Linked DNA regions of Lactuca sativa: region 2 is linked to region 1. Evidence: chromatin contacts called from public Hi-C data. All regions are on one chromosome and are shown on one strand. The core of a region is the stretch at or near the end of the contact, and the rest is flanking DNA. Distances in the headings are between cores, read along the strand shown.

What was found. A called contact is a pair of places that touch in the nucleus more often than the background predicts.
Region 2: a contact with region 1 is called in a Hi-C map of seed, with 7 times the contacts expected there. The contact joins the promoter of LOC111904287 here to the promoter of LOC111904291 in region 1. A contact is called at or near these places in 3 of 4 Hi-C or Micro-C datasets (leaf and seed).

What each region holds. Positions count from the first base shown.
Region 1 is chr3:197,595,026-197,599,139 of Lsat_Salinas_v11, reverse strand. It overlaps LOC111904291 (photosystem I assembly factor PSA3, chloroplastic), which reads right to left and starts at 2,173. Exons shown (of 3, transcript XM_023900061.3): 1 at 1,726-2,173; 2 at 1,445-1,609; 3 at 964-1,351. The coding sequence starts at 2,103. The coding sequence ends at 1,031. LOC111904290 (peptidyl-prolyl cis-trans isomerase CYP38, chloroplastic) reads right to left here. Exons shown (of 7, transcript XM_023900060.2): 6 at 3,521-3,592; 7 at 3,011-3,430. The coding sequence ends at 3,203.
Region 2 is chr3:197,849,749-197,853,862 of Lsat_Salinas_v11, reverse strand. LOC111904287 (protein KINESIN LIGHT CHAIN-RELATED 2) reads right to left here and starts at 2,163. Exons shown (of 3, transcript XM_023900056.3): 1 at 1,711-2,163; 2 at 1-629. The coding sequence starts at 566.

The DNA of each region.
Region 1 (4,114 bases), core at 924-3,423:
TGGTAGGACAGACACAATACGGATTGAAAGTAATTTTAATGTGTTTTGGCTATGTTTGTTTCGATTATGACTAAGGATTGTTAGGCTAGTACGAATGTATCGAATGTTGTTTTGTGATTAGGGTGTAGTATTTTGTGCCCATTAACTCTTTCCCAAATTGTCTTGCTAACCAGGTAGGATTCATAAACTTTGAATTGTTAAAATTCCTAACACGTGTATGTAGGTCTACAATCTTTTTTACTTGGAATGATCTTTCGGTACTCATCCAAGAAGTCCTAATTATGAATGGGCACTTATTTGCATCACTGCCACATATTACCATTAGTCTAACATTATCATACTTATTGAAAACGAATTTGATAACCCTTATTAATGGCATAGTTGGTTCAACACAAATTCAATTCATGTGAGGGTTCATACATTTCACAACACATTGGTTTCATTAAGTTCCATTTTGCCTTTAGGTTGTGGGTGGAACACTCGAAATCATATTCACTATCTTCATCGTCACTACCTTCCACATAGTCTTTGTCCGATTCTTTTTCATTGTTTTGAGGTTCAACACCATCATTTGCATCATCATCTTCTTCACAAAGAATATTGAGAAACTTGTCTTCACATCAAGAAATTGGTTTCCTTTTAAAATACTCATCAAACTCCACATCAATATGTAGGTCTTCAAGAAGGATAAAACCCTAATTTATTGAGAACGGTGAAATGAGAAAATGAGAAAGTGAGTAAGGATGAAATAAGAGACGACTTTGAGTATGATTCCACAAAAGCCACTTGATGCCACATCACCAAGTGTTGCTTAGGGTCACCGGAAGAAATGGGCCCACATGTTCAATTTATCCTATATCCTGGTTTTTCTGTTAAAAAAAATTCTATAATATTGGAAGTTTATGAAGATTTCCCCAAAATTTACACTAAATTATCCAGATTTTACCCTTTCTTTCCGTATCAAGTCACAAAAATAATTACTCATATATATAACTCAGATCTGTGCCATAACGTAAACGAAACTACAAATTTAACTATCGTTATTTTGTTGGAGAAACTGGAGATCTTTCATTTGCAGCTGCACAGCTTCTTTAGACAACGGCTTCGGCTCCGGGAACCTGTCTTCTTCCCCTCCTTCCGCTACTTTTTTAGCCTTCGCCTTCACAATCCTATCGATCTCATTTTGTCCAACAGAAGGAAAAACTACTTTCAACATTATACGCAATTGCCTCTCATCTTCTTCATCAATCACATCTCTTCCAAAACAACACACGTATATCGCATCCAACGCCTTCTCAGCTCTCGCCTCCATTGGAATCGTCGGTGCAGGTACTTTTGACTTCAATCTTCTCTGTATTTCAACAGTTATATCACAATTTACGATTCATGAAACGTTTAATTTGATGTTCATAAGTTTTCGAAAATCATAAACGATTAAACGAACCTCTCTTGCTTCATTCATCATCGCGATGAAAGTTTCTTCTTCGAATTCAATGTCGTTCGAGATCCGAAGTCTCGTAACTCCTTCGAGAATTTCTTCAGATTTTAGCAATCCTGCTCCTAATGCAGCTAGCCAACAGCACATCAACACGTATAGAGGATCCCCTGCCTATTTCGCGATTAAATCAGAAACAAAATCGTAAGTTCGAGAAACCCTAGATTACGATGAATTTTGAATTATTTGTTCGCGATGGATTAGGAATGGAGTGATGGAGAAGTAGGTACCTTTCCTCTTCGATCCTGGAAATCGATGAAAGCTCTAGAATCATTCACGGAAGCATTCCTCCCGACTCTTCTCCGAAACTCGGCGAAATCAATGAAATCGCCGCCGACGCCACCGGTGTCAGTTAGAATTCTGGCGACGAGGCCGATTACAGGCAAGGCGCCGATGACTTTGTTGGCGAAGCCGGAGATGGTGTTGGAGTCTTCCATGTAAGACTTAATAACCACGACTCCATTGGATGATCTGGAAATGGTGGAGTTCGCTGTTTTGGGGAGGTGGCGGAAGTAACGAAGAGAGGTTGTTGAAGGGTTGCAGGTTAGGGTGTAGATATGTGTGAGACTGGTGTTGGTTGTGGTGGTGATGGAGGTGATAACCACCATGTCTGACGGTGGAGTGTGTCGGAGTTTGAATATTTCCTTTTGATATCTTGCCTCATCCGTTGGATATCAGTGGTTGGGCGGTTTTATCCTCTGCATTTGTCTTTTAAGTTTTCTACATTTAACCCCCTCTACTTTTCATTCAAACATTTTGCTCCCCCCACTTTCTTGTCTTTTGTATTTCATACCCTGTGACGCTCTAAACATCCTAAGTTTCTAGCTTTTTACACTTTTTGAGTTTGAAACTGGTACATTTGATTTTTGGGGTGAGTTTTAGATGTATGTAAAGTGATAATCTGAATCAAAATACTAACTAAAATAAGTTATCAATAGTTATTTAGTTTTATGGTATTCTAGTAAGTTTTCTTGCAACAATTAATATGTACACTTATATTTATTTTTGTATATATTTAGTCATTTATGTTTTTTTACACGTTTAATCACTTATTTTTCTATCTTTATACAATGATCAGTATTCATTATCATTATCTCTTCTTCCATCATCCATTTTCATTCTCTCCTCCATTCTTTTTTCTCTTTAGACTTCTTTCTTTTTGTATCCTTTCAGCGGAGATCTAACAGAAAGAACAAGTTGGAAACAAAAACTATACATACAAATGAACAAGCTTGAAACTACTCAACATATTCGAAAATTGTTCAAAACTTTCAAGCTTTGTAGTACTTTTTGTCAACAAAAACATATCAAACATGGTTTTGCTTTTCTCTGACAAAAAACATGTTCTTAATTTAACTAGTTTCAAAGATGATATTAATATTTGCATTTTCTTAAAATGGTCATGTTCGTAATTTGACTAGTTTCAAAGATGATAGTAATATTTGCATTTACTTAAAATGGTATTCCATTTTTCATAGCTACATTTTAAGAAAGTTGTCACAAAAAACACTTAAATCATCTCAACCATTATTACAACCAAATTTTATTCCAAAAACTTGTACAAGAATTCATTACATAACTTATGAAAACAACATAAATAAATATAAGTATTGTTACACCTTACAACAATTCCCTCATAATGAAATGTAATCCATTACACTCATACTTCCCAAACCAATCCTCATAAAATAAAGAAAAATGAATAAATTAGCCAACAATCTTGTAACTCGGATTAACAAGATTATCCAATCCTGCAACCACTTGAACTGATTCTATCACATCTCCCACTTTTAAATCGGCCAAAAAATCCTCATTTTCTGTCACATATCCAAACACTGCATATCTTCCATCCAATATATTCGCATTACTTGGTGTCAATTCACTCTCTTTCAATAGCCAAAACACTTGGCTTGACCCCGAGTTGTTTTCAAATTCCTGTAACAAAAAAAAAAAAAAAAACAAACCAAACTTATTATTTATTTATTTATTATTATTAGAATAATAATTGTAATGATAATAACTTACCTCTCTAGCCATTGCCATGGTTCCAAATGCATTGAAGGGTAGCTTTGTTTGAGCTTTGTAGAGACCAATGTCCTTCATGATATGCAGATGATATCAGTTAAACTCAGGTTGTGTTTGGCATGAAACAACTAGCTTATTTTTCAAGTTTTTTTAAGTTGTCATGTTTTGGCATGCCAAAAAGTGCTTATAAGCTAGCTTTTTAAAAAACTACTTAGACTAGCTTTTCAAGAGCTTTTTTATAATTTTCCAAATAAACCTCTTAATTAGTTATAGAAAACATATTCTTCTAAATGGCCTTTTATGTCATTTAGGCTATGTTTGGCGTACTAGCTGATAGCTAAAAAGCTAGTTGTTAAATCAAAAGCCGGTTAATAGGTGAAAAGCTAACTATTAAAAATAAAGTTCAGTAAAACTAGCTGAAAAGCTAACTGAAAAATATGAAATGACATAAAAGGACATTTAAAATACTGTATTTTTATAGTAAATCAAGGGGTATATTTGAAAATTTTTAAAAAAACTCCTAAAAAGCTAGTCTAAGTAGCTTTTTAAAAAGCTATCTTATAAACTATTTTTTAAGCTACTTTTTGGCTTGCC
Region 2 (4,114 bases), core at 914-3,413, 250 kb before region 1:
TCTCGCGCTTGCTTGAGTAAATAAGTCCCGAGGTACGCTGGATCTTCGTTGGGTGAAATTTTTTCTTGTTTTTTGAGATTCATCCTCGATGGAATCCTCTTACGAGAAGGAATTCGGGTTTTTGGAGTTGAAGACTGTTCAGATTTTGGGATGATTACAGTCGGGTTGCTGTCGTTTGATGCTTCTTTCACTTCTTTTTCATCAATTATGACGATCGTCTTTTTTGTAGCACCGCCGTCTGGTTTCATAAAGTCTCCTCCGGCGAGAAAGCGGAGCTCGGAATCTATTCGCGATTCTTGACCATATGATAAGTAGCTGAACCTGGAAGGTGACTGATCGGAGCTTTGCATTTCACAGACGTTGTTATAGAGCTGTTCAATGGAGGTGTCGACGCCGCCGGGGCTGTCAACGGATAAACCCATTGAGTCGCTCTCCGGGCTGAGTGTCGTCAATGGGCTTCTCGGCGATGAGTAGCCGAAAAGCTCTTTGTGTGGGACATATCCTCCGGTTTGTATGTTATCGCCGGCCGGATTTGAGTTTGAAACGTCGGCGACAATTTCAGGCATTTTGAACAGCTTTGGAATTACAATTACACGGTGGTATTCTCACAGAGGCAAATGATCGAACACCTGGTGTGCATTGGAATATGACAGCAGATAGCCATATCCATGGAAGCAATCAAAAATAGAAAAAAAAAAAATACTTTTATAAAATAAAATAATTATTTTAACAATTTCTAAAATTTTTGTATTGGAGCTAAAAAAAGTTGTAGAAATATAATAATTTTTTAAACTGAAAAGGATGTTCATGAAACACAAAAATTTCTACTAAAACGTGTGCTCCACTTTTGAGTGTGAAATAATCATGGTATGAAAAATAAAGAATAATAAAAAAGGGAATAACTGGAGTAACTGTTAATGAATGTTTCATGTAAATTCTAAATGGAAATTAATGTCGACTTCAGTTCTTTTTACTCAAAGGTTTAATATTCTCTTCGCCCAAAATTTTAAAATATTGAATCACAATAAAAGAATACAAAACTTAAGAATCACAAAACGTAAAATTCAATGCAGAATGAGATAAGAATATATTGTCGTAAAATTTGGGTCACTTGGATTTGATAGCATATAAAACCGATAATCCCTATTTTCTTTAATATTATAAATAAGTTTTTTTATCAAATACTTAATTTAAAAAATTTGCTATATGTTTTTATTAAAAGAACTAGCTAAGAAACTAAAAAGAAAAACCAATTAGAAATTGTCAAAAAAAATCTGTTATATGTACACAAATTTTTCGCAAAATGTTAGCATACATTTACGTGTATTCCTTTTAAACAAAATATTCTTTGTTATTTTTAACCTAAAGTAGCAATATGTTTTCGATAATATAAAAAGTCTTAAATTGAAACGAAAAAACAAAAAGAATAGAAAATTGTATTGCCGAAATGAAAAATAAACAAAAGTATGCTGATTATATCCATAATAATCTAATTTTTCTGAATAGAAAAGATTTAGACATACAGTTCATTTTGAATCACGATTATAACCTAAATTAGTTCTATTTTTTGTGTAATTGAATCACGATTATAATATCAAAAAAAACTAATAAACAAACATTCATCCATGAAGAACGTCGAAGAAAAAAAATCTCATTCGAAATTGACAATCTTGGAATAATCGAAAATGAGCGGGAGAATTTATCACTTACCTCGATAAACTCGAAGCAAAATCAACCGAATCGTTTCTGTGATTGTGATTTATGAACAAGAGGAAGAACAGAGAAAGGGGAAGAACTGAAAGATGTGTGTTTGACTCCTTGTAGGTGGAGTGTGTGTGTTTATATAGAGAAAAAGATGAAGGTATACGCCGATTGATGAACAGAGAAAAGGTGGTTGATGAAGAAGATAAGAAGCAAAAATGGAATCAAAACTAAAATAATTCTGATGAATGATATATGTATAATTTAAGGTATGTCTGTGGGTGACGTGTTGGTAGATATAAATATATATGTATGTATAAGTGGAAATGTGCAGAGAGAATTAATGGGAGAAATATGTGAAAAAGAAAAATGGAGGTGGAGAGAGATGGAATGTTACAAGCGAAGGGGACTTATTATCTCCCACCAACACCGCCCTCTCAGCAACCGCAACGCTCCCTCCCTCGCCCTTTCTCCATCGTGTTACTTGGCATGTCATTTTTGATTGTGCTTTTTTAGTTTACACTCTCCCATCAATATTTAATTTAATAATAATAATAATAATAATGTATTTTGAATTAATTTTATATTAAATATTGTAATTTTATTTACAATAATAAATTTTTCAATTTTAACAAATTTAAGAGGAAGTGTTGATTTATTTTGTTAAGGTTGAATCATTACATTTGTTAACCATAAAAAAATATTCATTAATTATGAAAATAGGAGTGTGAGACGTTGTTACTGTACAAGGCATATATAGTCGGCCGGTATCATTGCATATGACAATTAGTAGAAATGAAGACATCATAGTCACTAGAGTTATATCAGAATATAATTTCGTCGATCCATTCACAAAGCCATTGTTACAACCCAAGTATGATTGTCATACTAGGTTGAAAGACATTAGATTTATAAATCATTTTGCTTGAATGTGCCTAGTTTAGTTTGATCTTATTTGGGAACTTATAAATTGTAAATTTTTATGTGATTTGGTGACTATTAAGTCGATATCATAATATGTCTCGAAGAAAAGTCATTTCATTAATTTACTATTGTATTCTATTTGCATGTTTAACCAAATTCTAAAATATTAATTTATTTAAAGCCTCCATATACCATATTTAGTCATATTTCTAAAAGTGGGTAGCGGTTTAAGACTGCACGAGATATTAGTATATTCTTCATGGAGATGGATATAATATGGAGATGCGACTAATACTCATGTGTATTTAATGGAGACTAAGTATTAGAGTAACCCGTAGTTAGAGATTACTTCATGGGAACTGTTACGGGTAATTCTAAGATAGTAATATCATATATATTCTTCATATGGAGATGAATGGGATTCTTAGTCATGCAATTTGTTGTGCTTTGGTGCTCTTAATGTGTCCATAACTGACAGTCAAACAAGGAATGTCTGGTTTGTGACATGAAGAGTGAGTGATACCGTCCATGTATTCAAAGTTTATGTGTTCCTTTTACCATAACATGAGAAGTGACATCGTTAGGCCCCTCGATGATTTGGTACTGACTTCAAATGTATTGTTATACTCATACTAAATTAATAATAGATCAATCGTGTAGTATGTTGTGGGTCATCACAAACCTCTATCGAGAAACATAGTCTTAAATATTTGATTGACAAATTTTCATGTCTTATGTTTATATGGATATCATATAACAAAGAAATATTTATCACTTACTTAATACTATCCATACCTCTAGGTTATGAGTACATCTGTAGTCTTAGACGACGTACACCTTTCTACTCTAAGGAAGGTAGGAGTATATGGTTCTTGTAATAGTTGCAAGTGGTAGACAGTTGGAAATATGCACATGGTCACAACAAGTTAGTGATTTTTCATAATTAGCATAGTCTTTTTGGGTTACATGTAAGATATGATTTAAGCATTAGATAGAGGCGAATTATGGACTAGTTCGTTAAATTTTGATATAACGCATTAATTGGAAAATAGAAGAATTAAGGGTCTTAAGTGTAACTACCCCAATTTAAATTAGTAGTATTTATCCCTTAAATAAAGGGATTTATATATCAATTATAAGAGATAATACTTAGAATAAAAATCAACGCTAATGTTTGATCATATGATGAAATGGCTTCTCCCTCTTTTTTTCCATCTTAACTTCATGGTTCTTCACGACCTCTCGATTGTCCCTCTCATGGATAGGGTTTTGGAGTTTTCTTTGTTGTTGTCTAGTTTCTTAGTTATCGTTCTTAGGTGCGATCACTACCGAAGTTCTCATTTGGGCTCTAAATCGTCCAAGACAAGATAAATTCGGCTTTACTATTTCAACAAGAAGGTATGATTCAATCTATTTCTTTTTAGTTGATTATGTTATTAAAAAGTTGCTAGAACAAGATCTATAGTGGATCATGAAGATCAAGTAATAA